Regions from separate parts of the Sus scrofa genome. Here region 1 is linked to region 2. Evidence: chromatin contacts called from public HiChIP or PLAC-seq data. All regions are on one chromosome and are shown on one strand. Each heading gives the region's core, a stretch centred on a gene start, on an enhancer-like site or on the middle of the called end of the contact. The rest is flanking DNA. Distances are from core to core; before and after follow the strand shown.

Region 1 (3,430 bases), core at 920-3,419, 190 kb before region 2:
TCTCCCCCATAGTAAAGGGAAGCAATAACTATACATTTATAGAGCTGGCTTTGTTTGTTGAAGCTTTAGTAAATTCTGTTTTGAACATTCTATGAAGTAAAATATTATTTTGGCTAAAACTTAGGTATATCATGACACAGTGATAATTTGCCTCTAATGAAGATCTTAAACTACCACTAACCCTAGCCGTGTGCCTTTAGAACTATCGAAGAAGAGCTAAAGCATGTTTATTAAAGTAGGAGTTATACTTAGAGTCTTATTTTTGCAGATTATTAGCCCTTGAGTAATAATAAAAAATAATGCTGGCCAGCCCCTATTGAGCAGTGAATATGTGTTAGGTGTAACACTCATAGCATTGCGTAGATTATCTCCTTTATTTCCTTCCATAGTCCTCTGACAGAGGTGCTGTTCTTACGGTCCCCTTTTACAAACTAAGGTTTAATGAAATTTAGCGCCTGCCTTATCCAGAGCTCGCACCCTGAGCTCTCCAACAAACTACTTCGCCTGCATGTGTGTCACGTTAATAGATACTAAACTGTTCCCTTTTCCTCAACCAAATCACAGACTAGAAATAGTGCAGGAGTAGGGAATATAAGAGAGAATGTGAATGCATGAATCAATGAATGAGTGAATGGGATAGCAGACCTCAAACAGGGGAGCAAATGGATGAGTTTTGTTATAGTAGGGTTTGGCTTTTTGTCTTTGTTTTTGTCATGTCATGGTAGCTTTTGTCAAAGCTTTTAAAGTTTCTTTTCCTCTGGTACATTCTTGCACACAGACCTAAGGCAATAACTGCTGAGGAGAGCCACACTCAAGGCTGGTTATTCCTGGAGGAAAATGGCCAAGATGTCTCTGTCATGGAACAAAAATGGATCAGAGATTTTGCTTGTTCTTTTCTGTTAAGAAATTAGGATAAAAAAGAATATGATACCAGTTTTCCTTCAGAAAGCCAAGCATTTCTGAGTACCTGTTTTATCCATAGAAAATACAGCATATATTTAGAAATTCGGGAAGTATTTTCTTTCTGATGCAAACAATGTTATTTATGGTCACTTATTCAATTAAATTACGAGAATCACTTCACTGGGCCATTTTACTCTGAGATGTCCTAAAATCAATGAATGAATTAATGTCTCTTTTACATTCACGCACACACACGCACACGCACACTTCCTACACACCCATTTTTAAGAGCCTCTCATACCATTCATGCTTTTTAGTCAAGGTAAGTGTCTGAGTATAATGTAACTGAAGTCACATTCCTATAAAAATGCCTTGCCAAAAGGCAGTTCTTTAAGCCAGTAATCTTCTCCAGCGTAAAACAGGCTCCCTGGAGTTTATCTCATCCAGTCCTTTCCCTGCAAGGGTAGCTGTTCTTTAGTCTGCCCCAAACAATCTCCACTAAGTAGCCGTCTTTGGTTGAGGCACCTCCTGGGACAGACGGCTTGTTCCTTTTTCAGGAAGTTCTAAATGGTCAAAATTAGTTCCTTCGTTAAGCCAGATGCTGTGTTCTCTGATGCCTGCTTTTCTAACTCTTCAGGAATGAAACACGGTGAAAACTAGGGTGGAATATCTTAATTAACAAACATTTATTACTTCCCAAAGGCAAAGCAATTATGGAATGTTTCAAAATATTACTCTGGGTGCTTCATAACATTAACCCTTAATGTGGAAGAAGCAGCACAGGCTTCGAAGTCAGATAAGAGCAAAAATAATGCTGACTGTATGCCAGGCACTGTTGTAAGCACTTTCTAGAAGTTAACTCATTAATCTTGACCACAGCCCTCTGAAATGTGTACTACTGATATCACCGTTTCTACCGATGAGGAGATTGAGACACAGAGTTAAGACGCTTGCTCAAAGTCACCGAGCCAGTAGGTGTCAGAGCCAGCTTTTGAAATGGGGCATTCTGGCTGAAGAGACCCTGCCTCTTGACCCCTGGGCTCTGTTGACTCAACCAGAGCATCACATCCCACACCCAAACCTCATTAGCCAGGCCATGCAAGGCCCTTCCCTAACCTGCCTTCACTTTAGTTTCCTCATCCGTAAAAATGAGCAAGGTTGTTGAAAGAATTCAGTGGAGTGCCATTGAACTTGACCAGTGGTTCTTCACATCTGTGGATCTGGTTTTTTGTTTTTTTTTAAGTTGAGGCCCCACCCAGAACTTCTGATTCATTTAAATACTTTGTGGTGTGTGGTTTGCAGTCACCGGTTTGAGACGCATGTCGACATTGCTTCAGAGTAAGCAGGGTGGGCCTTTTTTTTTTTTTTCATTTAATCTTCTTGATAACTACAGAATTCATTAAAACGTTAGGCAGGATGGATAGGATTAAGTTTGGGGTGACATTAAAGAGTCTGACTTTGTAATCGCAAGGGGGTGGTTCCTCAGATGTGTAAAATGTACTTCCTCGCCTCATTTGTGGCTGAAATATTTATCTTCCTGGATACTCAAGGCAGCACATCTCATGAAGAGCTGCTGCTAGGAATAAGGAGTGTGCTGTTTTTCCGCTTTATTTGATAGCTCCTTTACTGTGACCCACTAAACTATCCTGAAAGTAAACCCTTCAAAATATGAATAGCATCACCTCCAAATAGTTTGCATTTTTCATCTGTACATAGTGAGACTCAAGAAGTTATGAATGTTTAGGTTGCTTTGGCTTCTCATCATAAGTGCGTTGGCTGAATCAAGAGCAGATAACTTATTCCTCGTTATCTTTTGATGTGAGAAAGGAAGACCCCTAAAGAAAACCACACACTCCTCTTATACAGTTATTTAAAGAGAATTGGGGGCTGATTAAATTCGTCTAGAACAGCTGGAGAATCTGTGCGTGTGGCAGAAGAATGCCACGTAGCTGGAGGACTGTTACTCGGATCCTGTAATTTTGCCTTTTTTGAGCTGTAACTGGGTCACTTCAAGGGCTGTGTCATTTCAGATCTCAGGCCAAAGCAGATCAAAGATAACAAAGCAGATTCAGAATCTCAGAGGTTGTGGTATCTCAGTGGAGTGGTACTGTTCCATTCAACAGTCATTTACAGGACATTATTCATTAGGCACCAAGGATGCAAACGCAACAGACACTGTCCCCACCGTCAAGTGGACAGTCTGTGGGAAGGCGGGAGCAGGTGGTTTCTGTACAGTTGGGCAAGCGTCACGGTGGAGGGAGATGTGGGCACTTTGAGAGCGGAGAGGAGGGTTGCCACATCTTGCCTGGGGGAGGAGGCGAGAGGGTAAGGATGGGGCTGATCTGAGAAGGCTTCCTGGGGCACGGAGTGCCGAGATGAGATGGATCAGCACTCGCAGGGTGAAGAGGATAGGACATTCCAGCCAGCAGCCTCTGTATCCTCCTGAGCAGGTTTTGTTTTGGTTTTGTTTTGTTTGGGTCTTTTTGTCTTTTTAGGACCGCACCTGCGGCATATGGAAGTTCCCAGG
Region 2 (3,326 bases), core at 342-2,841:
CGAAGCCACCGTTGGTCCTCCGTGGGTGTGCCTTGAAGGCACCGTATGGAGAAAGGGTCCAGCCTCTGAGCTTACTTTGTGTGCATTCATGAACTAGTCCTTAAAGAGAAACATGTGACCTTGGGGCTTGGTGCCAGTTGGGGGAGTTTGGGTTGGGGCGTTGGTGTTGCTGTGAACACCATACTGGGGTTGTCCATCCACCAGCAAATATAGGTATTGAGCAATCGTGGCTTGCCAGTCACTATGCTGGTGCTGGGAGTGCAGCAGGAAGCCCTGGCCCTTCTGAGACTACATTCTAATGGAGGATAAGGCAATAAAAAAATACAGACATAGGGTCTGTTGTGCTGTGAAGGAAAATGAAGTGAGAACATGGAGAGGCACTAAGGTACTGATTCGGACTTAGAATCCTGAGGGATCTGGGGCAAAGGCAGGGGTAACAGGTGGTGCAAAGGCCCTGAGGTGGGAGGAAGAGAGGAGGGTGGGGGGAGAGTCAGGGAGAGGGAAAGAGGAAGAGCGGGGAGGAGACTGGAAGAGGAGAGAGAGAGAGAAGTGGTAAGACCAGAGAATTCACGAGTTTCCCCTGTGGTTCAGTGGGTTAAGAACCTGACTAGTATCCATGAGGATGTGGGTTCAATCTCTGCAGTGGGTTCAGACTCCGGCAGTTGCTGTGAGCTGCGGTGTGGATTGCAGATGCGGCTCGGATCCCGTGTTGCTGTGGCGTAGGCTGGCGGCTGCAGCTCAGATTCAACCCTCAGTCTGGGAACTGCCATATGCTGCAGGTGCGGCCCCTAAAAAAGAAAAAACAACAAACAAACAAACAAACAAGCAAAAAACCCCAGAGAATTCAGAGAGGTAATGAGGAAATGAAGAGGCCTGATCGTGGAAGGCTTTGTAGGCCAAGGGAAAGTTGAAGTTCAGCAACTCCTTCTATGCAACGTGATGGCTCGCCCTAGGTAACTAGTTTTCAACTCTAAAATGTCAGCTTTTGAAAAGCACCCACACCCAGGCCCACCCAGGATCTCTGGAGATGGGGCCTGAGCATCCATGTGGTGACAACTCTCTCCAACCCCCATCATATCTAACTGCTGGTGGCTAGAGAGGAGGAACACTGGACCGGAAGGGCCTCCTTCCAGCAGGAGGCACCCCCAGTGGGACACCACCCTCCCTCTTGTCCCTCTCAGTGTTCTCTGTAGGCTCAGACCAGCATCAGCCTCTGCCAGCAGCCTGCCTTCCCGTCGAACATCCAAATCTGCAGGAAGAGCTGATCAGCCGTGTCCGGGGCCTCCTTGCTGGCCACAGACCCTGGGACCAGAGGGCACAGGGCCGCGGCCACCCTTGGCCTTGGGAGATTTTGTTTACGGAGCACATTTCACTTCTACAGAGGCCCACAGCTGCGATCTTGCCTCATCACAGTTGCCAACTGTGGGGGGGCGGCCTTCACCCCCCGCCTGCTAGTTTCTCAAGTTCCTCTTTTGGGCATGTGCCTGTCCCTCCGAGTTCCCGTGGCTGCGTGGAAGTGGACTGAGGCCCAGAGGGTGACTAAGAGGGGAAGCCCCTGCGCCGAGGCTCCCAGCGGCTCCTGCATTGCGTAAGGGCTATTTTTGAGGCGATTGCAGACGATCTGATGAATCATAGCAAACACACATGGCTCTGGCGGTGGGGACAATCCTTCCTCATGAAGCTGTGGAAAGTGGAGCTTCTCAAAATGAATCAGCAGCAGCAGAACCCTGGGTCTGTGGGAGGTGGATGAGGGTGCAAATTACACATTTCCACAGTATTGGGGTGCGGCCTCTGGGAGCAGGGGCTGCGGGGACCCGAGCTTGTGGTTTCCTCCATGACTCAAAGGGCCTCCCTCACCCACTTGAGCCTGCCACTGGAACCGAGTGACCTTCCATCATGGAACAAAGTCCCTAGCACTTGCCGAGGAGTTGAAGATTGGAGAAAATCTGCAGGGGCACAGCTAGTGTAGATGCTTGGCCGTGACACACGCACAGGCTTTGAATCCAGAAACCCAGGAGGCCTCCCTTGAGTGGGGAGCCCGTGTGAGAAATTCTTGACCATGAGGAGAAGGCTCAAACAATTCCTCGGAGGGAGATGGGGAGGCCCTCCCTGCTCCCCCAAGCTCAGACTGGTGTGAACGGAAGGGCAGAGCTGTGTGGTGGTTGGGGCCTCAGACTATGGGATTAGACAATACTGGGTTTAGGGTCCAATTCCAATATGGCGACTCGGCACATGGGCCCAAGATATAGCTGAGTCTCCAGTTTTCTCATTTGTAAAATCAGGAAATATCTGCCTGGGAAGACTGTCATTAAGGACCCAGGAGGATTGCATGAGGCAGCAGGATATAGATGCTAAGAATCAGACTTTACAGCTTGAAGTTTAACTCCTTGTTCTGTGGCTCATTAGCTGTGTGTCCTTAAGCAGGTGACTTAACTGTCCTGTGCCCCAGCTTTCTCATCTTTAAAAGGGAATTATATTATAGCACCTTCCTCATGGAGTTGATAAATAAGCTAATATATATATATAATTGAAAGAAGGTGGCCCAGTATGTAAGTAAGAGTTCTTAATAAATGCTAGTATTGTTATATAAAGTAATTGTTATAGCATTGTCATAGATTTATTACAGACAGAGCACACAAAAATGTAGTTATTATTCATTGTTATCATTAAATTTTTTTTTTTTTTTTTTTAGAGAACTGGAGTGGATTTGGATAAAAGCTGAGGCCTGAAGGGGCATCAGAGAAAGGAAAATCTGAAGTCAGGAACAAGCAACACTCAGATTTGTATGGAACCACAGGGGACTCTGAATAGTCAACGCAATCTTGAGAAAGAAGAACAAAGATGGATACATCATGATCCCTGATCTAAAGCTATATTATAAAGCTATAATAACTAAAACAGTATGACAGGAGTTCCCATTGTGGCTCAGTGGTAACAAACCTGACTGGTATCTGTGAAGATGCGGGTTCCATCCCTGACCTCACTTGGTGCATTAAGGATCCTGGGTTGCTGTGAGATGTGATGTATGTCTGACACCAAAAGCAAAGCAAAAATAAACAAGTGGGACTACATCAAAATCATCTGCACAGCAAAGGCAACTATCAACAGAATGAAAATGCAGCCTGAAACGCAGAATGAAGATGAAACAGAATGAGAGAAAATAACTGCAAATCATATACCTGATAAGCAGCTATCAGGCAAAATATACAAAGAACTCATACAACTCAATAGCAAAAACCCAAACAACCTGATTAAAAAATGAACAGAGGACGTTTTCCCAAAGAAGACACACAGATGGCCAATAGATGCAGGAAAAGATGCTCAAT

The links. HiChIP or PLAC-seq counts read pairs in DNA pulled down with a chosen protein or histone mark.
Region 1: a contact with region 2 is called in an H3K27ac HiChIP or PLAC-seq map of alveolar macrophages. The contact joins two enhancer-like sites. A contact is called at or near these places in 1 of 47 Hi-C or Micro-C datasets (embryonic fibroblasts) and 1 of 2 datasets of contacts at active chromatin or transcription factors (alveolar macrophages).

The regions. Positions count from the first base shown.
Region 1 is chr4:14,417,985-14,421,414 of Sscrofa11.1, reverse strand. The region is part of intron 4 of NSMCE2 (E3 SUMO-protein ligase NSE2); the gene reads left to right. Among named protein-coding and RNA genes, the nearest start is that of TRIB1, 120 kb to the right of the region's middle. Within about 2 kb of position 2,169, at least 19 of the 83 cell types and tissues checked have an H3K27ac peak or open chromatin away from gene starts, as enhancers often do. A contact at or near this core is called in alveolar macrophages, where this site is marked.
Region 2 is chr4:14,225,741-14,229,066 of Sscrofa11.1, reverse strand. No RefSeq gene overlaps it. Among named protein-coding and RNA genes, the nearest start is that of TRIB1, 71 kb to the left of the region's middle. Within about 2 kb of position 1,591, at least 39 of the 83 cell types and tissues checked have an H3K27ac peak or open chromatin away from gene starts, as enhancers often do. A contact at or near this core is called in alveolar macrophages, where this site is marked.